Linked DNA regions of Mus musculus: region 2 is linked to region 1. The links are chromatin contacts, called in public promoter capture Hi-C maps. All regions are on one chromosome and are shown on one strand. The core of a region is the stretch at or near the end of the contact, and the rest is flanking DNA. Distances in the headings are between cores, read along the strand shown. Region 1 overlaps Cdk12 (cyclin-dependent kinase 12). Region 2 holds the start of Gjd3 (gap junction protein, delta 3).

Evidence for each region. Promoter capture Hi-C pulls out the DNA fragments that hold promoters and counts their contacts.
Region 2: a promoter capture Hi-C map of pre-B cells shows a contact between it and region 1, with 4 times the contacts expected there. The contact joins the promoter of Gjd3 here to the enhancer-like site in region 1. A contact is called at or near these places in 2 of 39 promoter capture datasets (cranial neural crest and pre-B cells), 3 of 484 Hi-C or Micro-C datasets (embryonic stem cells, gonadal supporting cells and myeloid progenitors), 1 of 115 datasets of contacts at active chromatin or transcription factors (embryonic stem cells) and 1 of 9 other capture datasets (embryonic stem cells).

Annotation. Positions count from the first base shown.
Region 1 is chr11:98,212,961-98,219,472 of GRCm38.p6, reverse strand. It overlaps Cdk12 (cyclin-dependent kinase 12), which reads right to left. Exons shown (of 14, transcript NM_001109626.1): 3 at 223-399. Among named protein-coding and RNA genes, the nearest start is that of Cdk12, 13 kb to the right of the region's middle. Within about 2 kb of position 3,717, at least 6 of the 459 cell types and tissues checked have an H3K27ac peak or open chromatin away from gene starts, as enhancers often do. A contact at or near this core is called in pre-B cells, where this site is marked.
Region 2 is chr11:98,979,681-98,986,192 of GRCm38.p6, reverse strand. It overlaps Gjd3 (gap junction protein, delta 3), which reads left to right and starts at 3,173. Exons shown (of 1, transcript NM_178596.3): 1 at 3,173-6,246. The coding sequence starts at 3,177. The coding sequence ends at 4,013.

The DNA of each region.
Region 1 (6,512 bases), core at 2,468-4,967:
AAGGTGATGATAAGATAACTAACTCAGCAGGTAAGAGTCATGAACCAATAATCAATTTCAAGCATCTATATAGTGGCTTACAACTGACTTTAACTGCAGTCCCAGGGGATCCAGTACCCTCTTTTGGTCTCCTGGGACACAGGACATGCATGTAAACCATAAACATGCATGAAGACATGTATGTTCATAAAATATAAAAATTACACATCCTGTTAAACTTACTTTGGTCTCTTTTTATATGGTTGTTGAGGTGGTGTAATTGCCTTTGGCTCTGGAGAATCTGGAGGCGATGGATCTCCTCCTGGTAGCTCAGGAGGAAGAGGCAAGTCTGTAAGCAAGTGGCGAGTCCTCTGTTCCTTCTCTTTCTTTGCAGGCTTTGAAGGAAGTGTTTCTTTTGGACTAAATAGAGATCAGAGAATAAAAATTATTCAGAAACTAGGCAAACAAAGTTTACAAAGACATGTTATGTAGGCAAATCACTAATATCCATAAAATAACAATAAATCTTAAAAAAAAAAACTAAACAGATAAAACTTGGGGGCTGGAGACATGACTCAGTGGCTAAGACACTAGCTGCTCTTCCAGAGGTCCTGAGTTTAATGGCTCACAGCCATCTATAGTGGGATCTTCATGCCCTTTCTTTTCAGGTGTACATTCAAGCTAAGCATTCATATAAATAAGTAATCATTTTTTAAAATTCTACAAGAAATTAGTACTTGAATGTACTTCATATTTAAAATTAATATTTGTGTTATACTTTTAATTTAAACTTAAAAATTTTTAAAGTTTGTATCTGTGCACTATGTGCATGCAATGACAACTATAGAGGCCAGAAGAAAACATCAGATACCTTGGGACTATTGTTATATATGGGTCTAAATCGCTATGTGGGTGCTGAGAACAGAATGCAGGTCCTATAGAGGAGCAGCCAATGCTCTAAGCCACTGAGCCACGTCCCCAGCCCATTGTGGTAAAATTCTTGCCTAGCAGGTCCTAGATTCTGGGTTAAATACCCAATACCTGATGATGAAGAGGAGGCAGGAAGGGTCCAAACTTGGCCAAGTATTTAGGCAAGGAAATAAGATATTAAAAGAGGCCACAACTACACAGCAAGTTTTAAGGCCAGTAACCATATGTGTTTCAAAAATCCAAAAATTAAACCAATTCAAAAACTCTATGGAACACCTGACATTCCTATTTCTAATAAAATAAAATGTACAAAGGAAGTTCTAAAAAATTATAATGTTGGAATGAAGCTCATACAATTCATGAAACTTACTTTGTAATAAAAGATTTAAATGAGAGAGGTAACTAATACTACTTAAAAGACTTAGAGAAAACTTAGGAAAAGGAAATACTAGATCAAAGTGTTTCACAGCTAAGTTTGAAAACAAAACTCCGGAAAAAATAGGTACCTTAGTTGTTTGGGAACAGACAACAATGATCTAAGACAACACAAAATAAAAACTCTCAAAATAAAATGGAAAAAAAAAAATTCGCCTGGCGGTGGTGGTGGTTCAGACCTTTAATCCCAGCACTTGGGAGGCAGAAGCAGGGGGATTTCCGAGTTTGAGGCCAGCCTGGTCTACAGAGTGAGTTCCAGGACAGCCAGTGCTACACAGAGAAACCCTGTGTCGAAAAAACAAAAATCAAGCAACATTTTCAGACTTACTAAGACTCTGATAGGACTCACACAACCAGCAAATCATAGTAGTATGGAAGGAAGGAAGGAAGGAGGGAGGGAGGGAGGGAGGGAGGGAGGGAGGGAGGGAAGGAAAGAAAGAGAAAAGCAAGCAAGCAAGCTTTCTAGAAATTGGAAAAGTAGTCAAATTTTGGATCATTTCCCTTTTTTTAGACCTCTCACTATGTACTCATGGCCGAACTGGAACTCACACCAATCTTCCTTCTTAACTTCCTTCCTTGTCTTCCTCCTTTCCTGTTTGCTGTGATTATAGATAAAGCCTGATAAACCCAAAATTGAAAAATATTTATTTTTAAATTGTGTATGTTTGTGTATATATAAAAGTGACAGTAGATGCTCAACTAGGTGCAATGCCAGATTCCCTGGAGCTGGAGTTACACTAGACATGGGTGCTGGGAATGAATTTGGGTCCTCTGCAAGAGCAGCAACTCTGTCAACTGATTTCTTTAGCCCCCTCCCCTTTTATAAAAGTAAGTGTTCCGCTTGCATGCATGTCCGTGTACTATATGCACGCCTGGTACCTGAGAAAGTGCTGAGCCTAAGTGGAAAACCTGTCTCGAATTAAAAAAAAAAAAAAAAAAAAAAAGAGATTTCTTAGTTCTGTTTTCTAGAGGAGAAAGAAAACTAAAAGTACCTCAACTGTCCCATGACTATCACTTAAGTCCACTGTTTTTCTTTCTTTTTTTTTTTTTTTTTTTTTTTCCAGACAGGGTTTCTCTGTGTAGCCCTGGCTGTCCTGGAGCTCACTCTGTAGACCGACCAGGCTGGCCTTGAACTCAGAAATCTGCCTGCCTCTGCCTCCCAAGTGCTGGAATTAAAGGAGTGCACACCACAGCCCAGCAAGTCCACCTTTAGTTTTTTTCCTCAAAAATTACTTCATGGCTTCGGATATAGTTTATTAGCACTGAAAAATGTACATACTGCCAGGCATGGTGGCACATGCCTTTAATCTCAACATTCAAGAGGCAGAGGAAAAAGGATCTCTGTGAGTTTAAGGCCAGCCTGCACTACCTAGCAAGTTCTAGGACAGGCAGGACTATATAGAGACAGTCTTTGGGGGAATGATTAAAGGGGACAGATGACATTCTACAGGAAGATTCTATTTAACAGGACAATCATCAGTTGAGGCCACACTAACCTGAAGAGGTCAACATCTTGCTTTAATAAATTTTAAAATATTAAAAATATTAAAAATAGGGCTAGACAGATGGCTCAGCGGTTAAGAGAACTGACTGCTCTTTCAGAGGTCCTAAGTTCAATTCCCAGCAACCACATGGTGACTCACAACCATCTGTAATGGGGTCTGATGCCCCCTTCTGGTGTGTCTGAAGACAATGATGGTATACTTGCATACATTAAATAGATGTATAAATTAAAATTAATAAAATAAAATAAATAAAAAATACGAGGACCTATAAAGATCCAATGTTTAACAAACATAGCTCTTACTGTAAGGCACTAAATATGCCAAATAGGGAAAGAACCTGACATAATGAAAGAGATATTTATATGCCAAATAAAATACAGATGTACATATACAATTTCTCCTTATCTAGTGTTCCTGGTTTCTCATTCATACTTTTTTACAAATTTCCATGAGGTATTTAGGTTGCTTTAAGTCTGTATAAGAAACAGTTGACTCCTATCCCAATTTTGCAATTTTGAAATTTCTGTTAATTAAATTTAAATTAACCTGTAGGTACAAATATAACCATTTGTCACCTGACTTGTTAGAACATACCTTTAATCAAAGCACACAAGAGGCAGAAGCAAATGGATCTACAGTTGAAATTCAGGTCAGTCAGACACTTAATTTTTTTGTTGTTTTTGAGACAGGGTCTCTCTACATAGCTAGTAACTATACCCTCAGGATCTAGGCTAAGAACTCAGATCTGCCTGCCTCTGCCTCTCAGGTGCTGGGATTAAAGGAATGTGCCACTTTCCCAGCTGCATGTTTTGTTTTGTTTAAAGATAAGTTTCATCCTGTACCCGAAAGGCTTTGAAGCAGAACAGACTGCCAGTACACTTCCTGTGATATTTCTATTTTAACCTACTGAGTGCTGGATTTAGAGGCATATGCCACCTCTTGGAGGGAAAAAGGAAAATTCAATGCTCATGCTATGAAACCAGAGGAATTCTAAGAGTTCAAGGTCAATGGGGTTGCATGCTAAATCCCAGAAAAACCTGGTCTACTAGTATACTGGAGGCCAGCAAAAGCCACAGTGTCTCAACAAACAAGCAAAGAGGAATAAACTACAAACAGGGCTGAAAAGATGGATTAGCAGTTTAGAGGACTTGTTTATGGAGAACTGGGCACTTCCATGCTGGTTCACAACTGTCCTGTAACTCCAGCTGTAGAGAGATCTGATACCAATGGCCTCCTATGGCACCTACTCTCATGTATATATTACCTTGCCACATATGTACACATAAAAATAAATCTTTAAGAAATAATGTATTTTAGTTGCAGCTATGTTCTTGTACACCTCTAATCCCAGTACACAGGAAGCAAAGACAGGCAGATCTCTGCTAGTTCCAGACTATCCTGGTCTACAGAACAAGCTACAGGACAGCCAAGTCTACACAAAAACACACTGTCTCAAAAAACAAAAATGAACAAGACAAAAAAAGCTTTTTGAATTATCATTAACCAAATTCATTCACTTGTTCTGTCACCAGTATAAGCTTTATGTTATCAGAATGTTGTTTTATTTTTCTTCTCATTATCTCGATTATTTTATTATTTTGTCTGTATACCACATGCATGAAGTGACTGCAGAGGGCAAATACACTGGCACTGGAGAGACAGATAGTTGCAAACCACGATATGAGTACTGGGGATTGAACACTGGTCCTCGGAAAGAGCAGCCAGTGCTCTTTACCATTAAGGCATTGTTCCAGCCTCTCAACTATCCTGACCCTAATGCCTTATGCAATTTTAATTATTCATTTAGTCTAATAACCTATATTGAAAGGGCATATAATCCCAGCATTTGGGAGTCAATGCCAGCCCTCCAACCCTAATCTATTCCTCTATATCAGCATCCTGAGGGCTAGCATGGCAAGTGGCCACAAAGCCTAGTTTAAAGTCTCAGTCAGAGTGTGTATGTGCTTCTCTGTCTCTATCCTCTCTTATATTGTTATGTGTGTTGTAATTGCTAGTGTAGGCCTCTACACATGTGTATAAGTTGTTTGTATGTACAAGTGTAGAAGCCAGAGGCACTCAAAGGTCTTTCACTGGTGCTATCAAATTTTATTTTTTGAGACAATATTTCTCACTGAATTGAATCTCCTCAAATTCTCCAGTCTAGCTGGCCAATAAGCTACAGAGACTGATCTCTTTCTTCCCTCAGTCTCAAGAAAAATACAAAATCTTCACTTCCATTTCTTACCTTTAATAATTTATGAATAAAAAAAAATTACTCAGGAAAAAAAAAAAACAAAAAAAACCCACAAAAACCAGTTACCAAATACTTACAATAATGACATTGAGTTGGGCATAGTAGCCCCACTTTTAATCCTAGAATTCTGGAGGTAGAGCCAAGCAGATTGATGAGTTCCAGGCTAGCAAGGGCTACATAATAAGACTTTGTCTCCAAAAAAACCAAAATATTTAAATAAAAACAAAAGAACTAGCCTTGGTAATGAATAACTGTAGTCCTAGCACATGGATAGCTCAAGAAGGAAGATGTCTGAAGACCAGGAGTTGACACAGACTAGATAATAAAGTAATACCTTAGCTCAAAAGTAAAACACTCTCTCCACTCCCTACCCTTTCCACTATCCACAATTATACTACAACATTTTTAAGATGCACAGAAGGTAGTCTGAAAGAATATAGATCTTAAGAACTAAAAAGAATAAACAGGACTGGAGAAATAGTTTAGTCAGTAATGTTTGCTACCCAAGCAAGGACTTAAGTTTGTCTATAACACCTATATTAAAAAATGGGCTTATAATCTCAGCATCAGGGAGATAGAAACAGAAATATTCAAAGGGCTAGAGAGATGGCTAAGTTGTTAAAAAAAACCTCTTATTGCTCTTTCTGTGTACCAAAGTTCAATTCCTAGCACCTGCATGGTAGTTTACAACCACCATTCAAAGGGATCTGCCACTTTTTGGTGCACATACAAATATGCGAGCAGAACACTTATAATAAAAGATAAAAATACTTTTTCTGAGTTCTGACTTGCTTTTTTTTCCCTCAAGATAGGGCTTATCTGTGTCATCCAGGCTATCCTGAAACTCATACTGTAGACCAGGTTGGCATCAAATTCAGAGATCCACTTGCCTCTGTCTCCTAAAAGATGAGATTAAAGGCATGTGCCACCACCACTGCCCATCTTGAAAAAGAAAAAAAAAATAATAAAGTGATCCCCTATGTAGACCAAGCTGCTGGCTTCCACAAGAGATCTACCTGTCTCTGCCTCCTAGGTGTTGGGATTAAAGGCCTACAGCCAGGTAGATAAAATATATTTAAGCCTGGCAGTGGTGGCCCATGCCTTTAATCCCCGCACTTGAGAGGCAAGAGGTAGGCAGATTTCTGAATTCAAGGCCAGCCTGGTCTACAGAGTGAGTTCCAGGACAGCCAAGGCTATACAGAGAAACCCTATCCTGAAAAACCAAAAAAATTAAAACAAAAACAAGATGGATGACTTTTGAATAACACTTAAGGTTGACTTTAGTCCTCCAGTTGCACACCTACAGTCACATACCCACCCACATATATCCACCCCATCATCATAACTCAAATTTAATGTATCCTAGAAAGTAAACTAGCCAGGCGTGGTGGCCCACGCCTTTAATCCTA
Region 2 (6,512 bases), core at 1,924-4,423, 770 kb before region 1:
GGAGCACGCAATGTCCCACCACTAACCTCGCTTATATGTTTAGCTGAACAGACAAAATCTCTAATGATCAGTACAGAAGAGAAAGGCAGGAAGGGATAGAAAGCAGGAATTACATTCAAAAATAGCAATACTACTGAGCAGGCTGGGAGAGATTCCATTCGGCCTTGGGTTTTTTTGTTGTTTTTCTGTTTTGTTTTTGCTTATTTCTTTCATTTTCAAAAAATGTTGTCATGTGTCAATTACGGTACTGTTATGAACTTATTAGATATGAACACGTCCACGCCCCTGTGTATGTCCACCTGTGACTGATGCGGGACTATGGCTCCACAGCCAGACTGAGGTGTCTGGGACACAGAAGAACCCTCTCAGCCCAGAACTTCTTCAAGCAGGGCCAAGAAGGGCCAATGCCACCAGCTCTGGGTATTGTCAGCAACACCTCCCGGGCTGCCCACGGCTATCTAGGACTGGGTCCTAGAGATTGTAGAGTCTCCTCTGGCATGGGGAGCTAGGTGGGGGACAGGGCAGAGTGACAGTGGCTCTCCATCTGCTGCCCCACCCTAGCATCTCTGTGGCACGATCCCACTCCCTGCAGAGTCACACTGGGTGGGGTCGGGTGGGCTCAGGTGGGGTGGGGTCTGGTGGGCTTTTTCCAGCCTGACGAAGCAGGAGCAATGGGGGCTGGGGCTGGGACCATTCCTGGGTAGTTAGGAAAGAAGAGATGTGACCCTGAGCCTCCATAGCTGAGGACAGGGTGCAGACGGCAGCTCGGCCGGAAGTGAGTGGCAGGGGTCGCCCGGTGCTCCACCTCACATCCTGTTTTCAGAATGTGGGGTTCCAGCACGTGCTATTCTCTTGGATTTTATCCAGGGTAGCGCCCCCACACCCAGGCCTATTTCTAAGGGACCCTGCAGGAGGATGGAAACGTTCAGGGGCACACCCAAGCTGGAGTTAACCAAAAGTTTTTCCAGGCTGGGCTAGACCCCTGACTGAGCCAATCAGTAGAGAACACATTTCCCATTAGGGACCCACTGTTAACAGACAGAAACCCATGCAGGTCTTTGTACTGACTGGGGGAGAAAATATCACGGAGTACGTGAGGACTAATGACCTATCCCTTCATAGGAGTACGCACAGCCCACCTCAGTGCTGAGACCCTCAGCCCCACGCAAGACCCCACCCAGGTATAGAGAGGTGGCAGTTTTCCCTCGCAAGCTGTGAGGGAGCATGCGCTCCAGAACCATTGAGGCCAAGAGTGAGTTCATGGTCCGCCTTTCACTGACTGCGCATGTGTGACTCTCTAAGCCTCGGTTTCCCCGGCTGTAAGGCTGTAAATAGTGCCGGGGTAGCTGAAGACTGAATGAGTGGGTGACTGAGGTAGACAGAAGGGAGAAAAACACCATCTTAAATCGGGAGTCCCTCTTCCTGGCCCACTCGGGTCCCCGTGGATTGTCTATCATGGTCCCGCATCTCCCCGCACCTAGACTGGTAGACAAAGCTCCATATTAGAAAATCCTTGGCAGAAGCTTTTCTCACTGCTGTTGACCTTATGAGGTGCCACACACCTCACGGTAAACCTAGACATTGCTGAGTAGGAAAGACCAGAGCTTTGGCTTAACCACGGTAGCCAGCTATCTCCACATCTTCCTGATGCCCTCACGGAGTATTTCCAAGCACTGGGTTTGGGGTTTCTGTAACACAGCTGAGACCTGGTCATTAAGATGGGCGACTATGACGGGTGTGGTGATGCATACTTAATGTCCTGCACTTGGGAGGCTGAGGCAGGAGGATCATTTACTTCAAGGGCAGCCTGGCCTATACGGTAAGGTCCTGGCCAGCTTGAACTACACAGCGAGACTCTGTCTCGGAACAAAGTAAGAATCTTAGAGTTTAGCTGGCTCAGGTGACAGACCAAGAGATCTTAGCCCAAGTGACCTACATGGCTCATCCAAGGTCCAATAGTGGCAGAACCAAAAGCCCCCCCCCCCCAAAGCCATATTTGTTGTCCCCTAAAAGCCGAAGTTATCTCCCTCTGGCCCACAAGACCCTTCAAAAATGGGGTCAGTTGGTTGTGGTGGACCTAGTCTTCAGTTTGAGGAGTCTGCCAGGAGATAGGGTTCCCATGATTGATCTCTCTGGCTCCCTCAATTAAAAAAAAAAATGTAGCTCTAGTTAGCCTCCGTCCATCGCCAGATGGAGACATGGCTATGGGATGGGCATGGGGGGTAAGGGATGGAAAGAGAAGGCAGGAAGGACCCAACAAGGGGTGTGGCCCTGGATCTATTTCCAGGGTGGAGCCGGACCACAGGTCACCCTGTCCCTTTAAGAGAAGGGGGAGAGCTAGCCCCTCTCAGCCATACTTGTCCTATCATCCATCCCGGCCAAAGCCAAAAAGGAAAATGAAAGAGGGACCCAGAGGGACAGGTCCCAGCTGTCTCTCAAGGTCCTCCGCTCAGCTCTAAGGCCCAGGTCCCGGGGTAAGTGGGGTTGGGGACATCTAGAGGCCACTAAGGGTCTACAGGGACGGGACGTGGTGTATTCTGTGTGTCTGGGGAGGCTTACAAGAGATGCTTGATAATTGCTATCAGAGAGGAGTCGAGGGGGCTGTGCCCGGTCTCCTTGGCTGAGGTTGGTGAGGAAGGGAAGATTGAGGGCGGGCGAGAGATCCTAAGTTGGAAAAACAGGCTTCTGTGTCAGCTTCCAACCCCAAAAGGCGTTCCCTGCTGCGAGGTGAGAGAGAAAGGAGACAGTGGGGGCTCACCCGGCCTGGCCCTCCCCTTGCTCCCAGGGGTCTCAAACAGAAGGAACGTAGAATTCTAGACTCCAGTAGCCGCTCTTGCTCCTGGCACAAAAAGCCAGGCCAGCAAGGTTGGCCCTGAAGAAGAACCTAGAATCTGGGGAACCTTAGGGTCTCCCTAGCCAAGCAGGCCCAGGCCAGGTGTGCGGGGAAATCCCTCCTCAGCACCCCTCTATGCCCATATGAAGGAATCCCATAGCTGAGGATGGACTATCCTCACACTCTGACATTAACTCATTAAACCCCAGAAAATATTCTTTCCCTGGCGCCCTCCGAGATTGTTGAGGGACGGGGGTGGGGGTGGGGGTGGGGGGTGGCGGGGGACAGGGGGTATTCAGCCCGCCCCAGCCTGTGACTACCCCCTTTCCTCGTCCCCAGCGTCATGGGGGAGTGGGCGTTCCTAGGCTCCCTGCTGGACGCGGTGCAGCTACAGTCGCCGCTCGTGGGTCGTCTCTGGCTGGTGATCATGCTGATCTTCCGCATCCTGGTGCTGGCCACGGTGGGAGGTGCGGTGTTCGAGGACGAGCAGGAGGAGTTCGTGTGTAACACGTTGCAGCCCGGCTGTCGCCAGACCTGCTACGATCGCGCCTTCCCGGTGTCCCACTACCGCTTCTGGCTCTTCCACATCCTGCTGCTGTCGGCGCCGCCGGTGCTGTTCGTCATCTACTCCATGCACCAGGCCAGCAAGGAGGCGGGTGGTGCGCAGCTGGCCCCGCCGTGCGCGCGCGGGCGTGCCGAGGCGCCGTGCTCCCCGTGCGCCCTGCGCGCTCGCCGCGCGCGCCGCTGCTACCTGCTGAGCGTGGCTCTGCGCCTGCTCGCCGAGCTGGCTTTCCTGGGCGGCCAGGCGCTGCTCTACGGCTTCCGCGTGGACCCGCACTACGCGTGCGCCGGGCCACCTTGTCCGCACACGGTCGACTGTTTCGTGAGCCGGCCCACCGAGAAGACCGTCTTCGTGGTCTTCTACTTCGCCGTCGGGCTGCTGTCGGCGCTGCTCAGCGTGGCGGAGCTGGGTCACCTGCTCTGGAAGGGTCGCCAGCGCGCCAAGCTGCTCCCGCCGCCGCCGCCGTCGCCCTCTTTGCCATCGCAGCGCGGGGACCCCGACCCTTTCGGCCCGCCAGCCTACGCGCACCGCTCACCGGCAGGCGACAGCGAGGGCGAAGGCGGCAGCGGCCACAGCAAAGCGTCGCTGGCTACCGTGCGCCAGGACCTGGCCATCTAGCGGCGAGATCGGAGGCTGGATATCAGCACCCGGGTCCTTGGAGGCAGAAGGCTTTGCTTCTGAAAGACTGCGTAGGACCCTGCCTGAGCAGAAGATGAGCAGAGGGGACCGCCAGGGTTCGGGTGGGGGAGGTGTCGCACTTCCTAGTGCTGGTTACGGCAGCCGTGTTAAATCAGGGAGGCTCCTCGGTGCTGTGATCCCTGCGGAAAGGGAGGACGCCAAGGGCTCCCCTGAGAGGCGGCAAACCGGCCGTGGGTGACCTGATTGTTGCACCGGGGACAAAAATCAACAGTGATGGCAACATTCCCAGGTTCCCTGCTAATTCAGAGAAGAGTGGTTTTCCGTGAGCGCTCTGCACACACTCTCTCTGGACACACTCAGATGGGTTGGCTGCTCAAGCATAGTAAACCTCTATGAGCTGTGTGTATTTGCATGTGTATGCTTGTGAGGGTCCGCACATGCGTGTGTCCACACGTATACATCTCCCAAGTGACAGGCGATAGAGACCTGGGTTCATGCCTGCGTGCACAGAAATGTACATGTATGTCCTTGAAGGCTCTGTGTGGATGCATGTACGCATGCGTCCTGTGTTAGCTCTGTATACACACCTATACACACGTACATTCTGTGTGTGCATCCGCCACCACTGTCAGTCACTAACCCAGCCACCTATGAGGCAACTCTGTCCCCAACAGGAACTGACAGCAAACAGTCCTGTTCAGTCAGATGTGTTCTGGGCCCAGTGGCCAGGCAGGGTAGCCCAGTGGCTAGGCAGGGTAGCTAAGCTCCACCTTGGAGGCTGACTGGGACTGGGGTGGGGCTCGACTTGAAACAGTGCTGTGCTTTCGGCTTACTTCATCTCTGGTCCCACCTGCCATTGTTCCCTGTAATCTATAAATGTGACTGACTCCTACCAATCGTCAAGGAAAGCTGCCCTTCAAAGAGAGGTGTTTCTGGGTCCCCATTCCCTTGCAACTAGCCTAGACTTTTTGTTTTTGTTTTTCGAGACAGGGTTTCTCTGTGTAGCCCTGGCTGTCCTGGAACTCACTTTGTAGACCAGGTTGGCCTCGAACTCAGAAATCCACCTGCCTCTGCCTCCCGAGTGCTGGGATCAAAGGTGTGCGCCACCGACTTTTTTTTTTTCCAAAGAGATGCCACATGGCTCTGTCACCCTTTTCGTTCTGTCCTCTCACCTGTGTTCCTCCTTTGTCACCTGTGTGGCCATCCTGAATACCCTCACTAGGACCAAGTGATTAAGCCCTGACAGAGCAGGCCTGGCTGCCTTCCCCTGCACCCCTGGCTCTGTCAGATCCACTGCCCAGGCCCTGCCGTTAGCCACCATACCCCAAACAGCTCGTTCTCCCCCACACCAGCCTTCCTCTGGCCTTTGTATGCCCTGGGAGCTTTCTACATAGCCTTATTGGCCATAGGGGAATTCCCTGTTCTTGGGGTACAACCAGCCTTTTCCCCAGGCTTGCTGCACACTAGGCTCCCCTTAGTTGGGCCTCCACCCCTACCTTGCCATCCGTCAAACCAGCCTGAAGTTTCTGTCCCCGGCAAGCATGCCCACTTGGTATGCCAGTTTTAGACATGCTGTTGGGTGCAGTCTTACTTTCTGAAGGCCTGCCCCCCCCCCATTGCCTGCCTTTGTCTTTTGGTCTCATTTGAAGAAAATGTGCCTCAAGGCATGGCTTTCTCTGCCCTGAGCTACAGTCAGGCACCCTGTGTTCCAGCCTCGTACCATCTGGGCATGACATATAGTGTTTTGGGCTCCATCACTCCATCACCATGCTGAAGCCCACGCCCGCACTCCCAGTGGACGAGTCTGGTTCTCGGATGTCGGGTCGAAAGCCTGGAACCCTCCACTCAAGCATACTCGTGGATGTCCAGCTGCCTTCCAAAGACAGTCACTCAACAATAGCGGTTCAAGATCACTCACATTCAATACAGTTGCACATGAGACACAATGTAATATTTAGGTTTGATTTTGATTTCTGAGATAGGATTTTTGGGGTTTTGTGTTTTGTTTTGTTTTGTTTTTGTTTTGTTTGAGATAGATACATAGCCCTGGCTGGCTAGGAACTCAATTTGAGGCTGACCTCAAATTCAGTGACTTCAGAGACTGTCCCTGGCTCCCACTGCCAGGATTAAAAGCACACATCCATACTTACAATGTAATTTCCAATTTTCATTCAACCACATTAAAAAAGCAAACGGACACAGGCAAGATTAATGTAAGTAGTGTTGTTTTCTTTAACCTACCTTATCCAAAACAGTCCCGCTTGAGCGCATCGTCCGTCAGTGTCTGCAAGGATCAAGGAGATATTTCCCATTCTTTTTCTCACACCAACCTAGAGTGTACTGTACACATAAGGTACATGCCAGTTCAAACCAGCCCAGTCTGCAGACACGGGTGTGGCTGGCTGGCACATGCAGCCCAGATCCAGATGTTGGGCACCTACATCTACAGGCTGGCACTTCTGTCCTCATAGAGTTTGC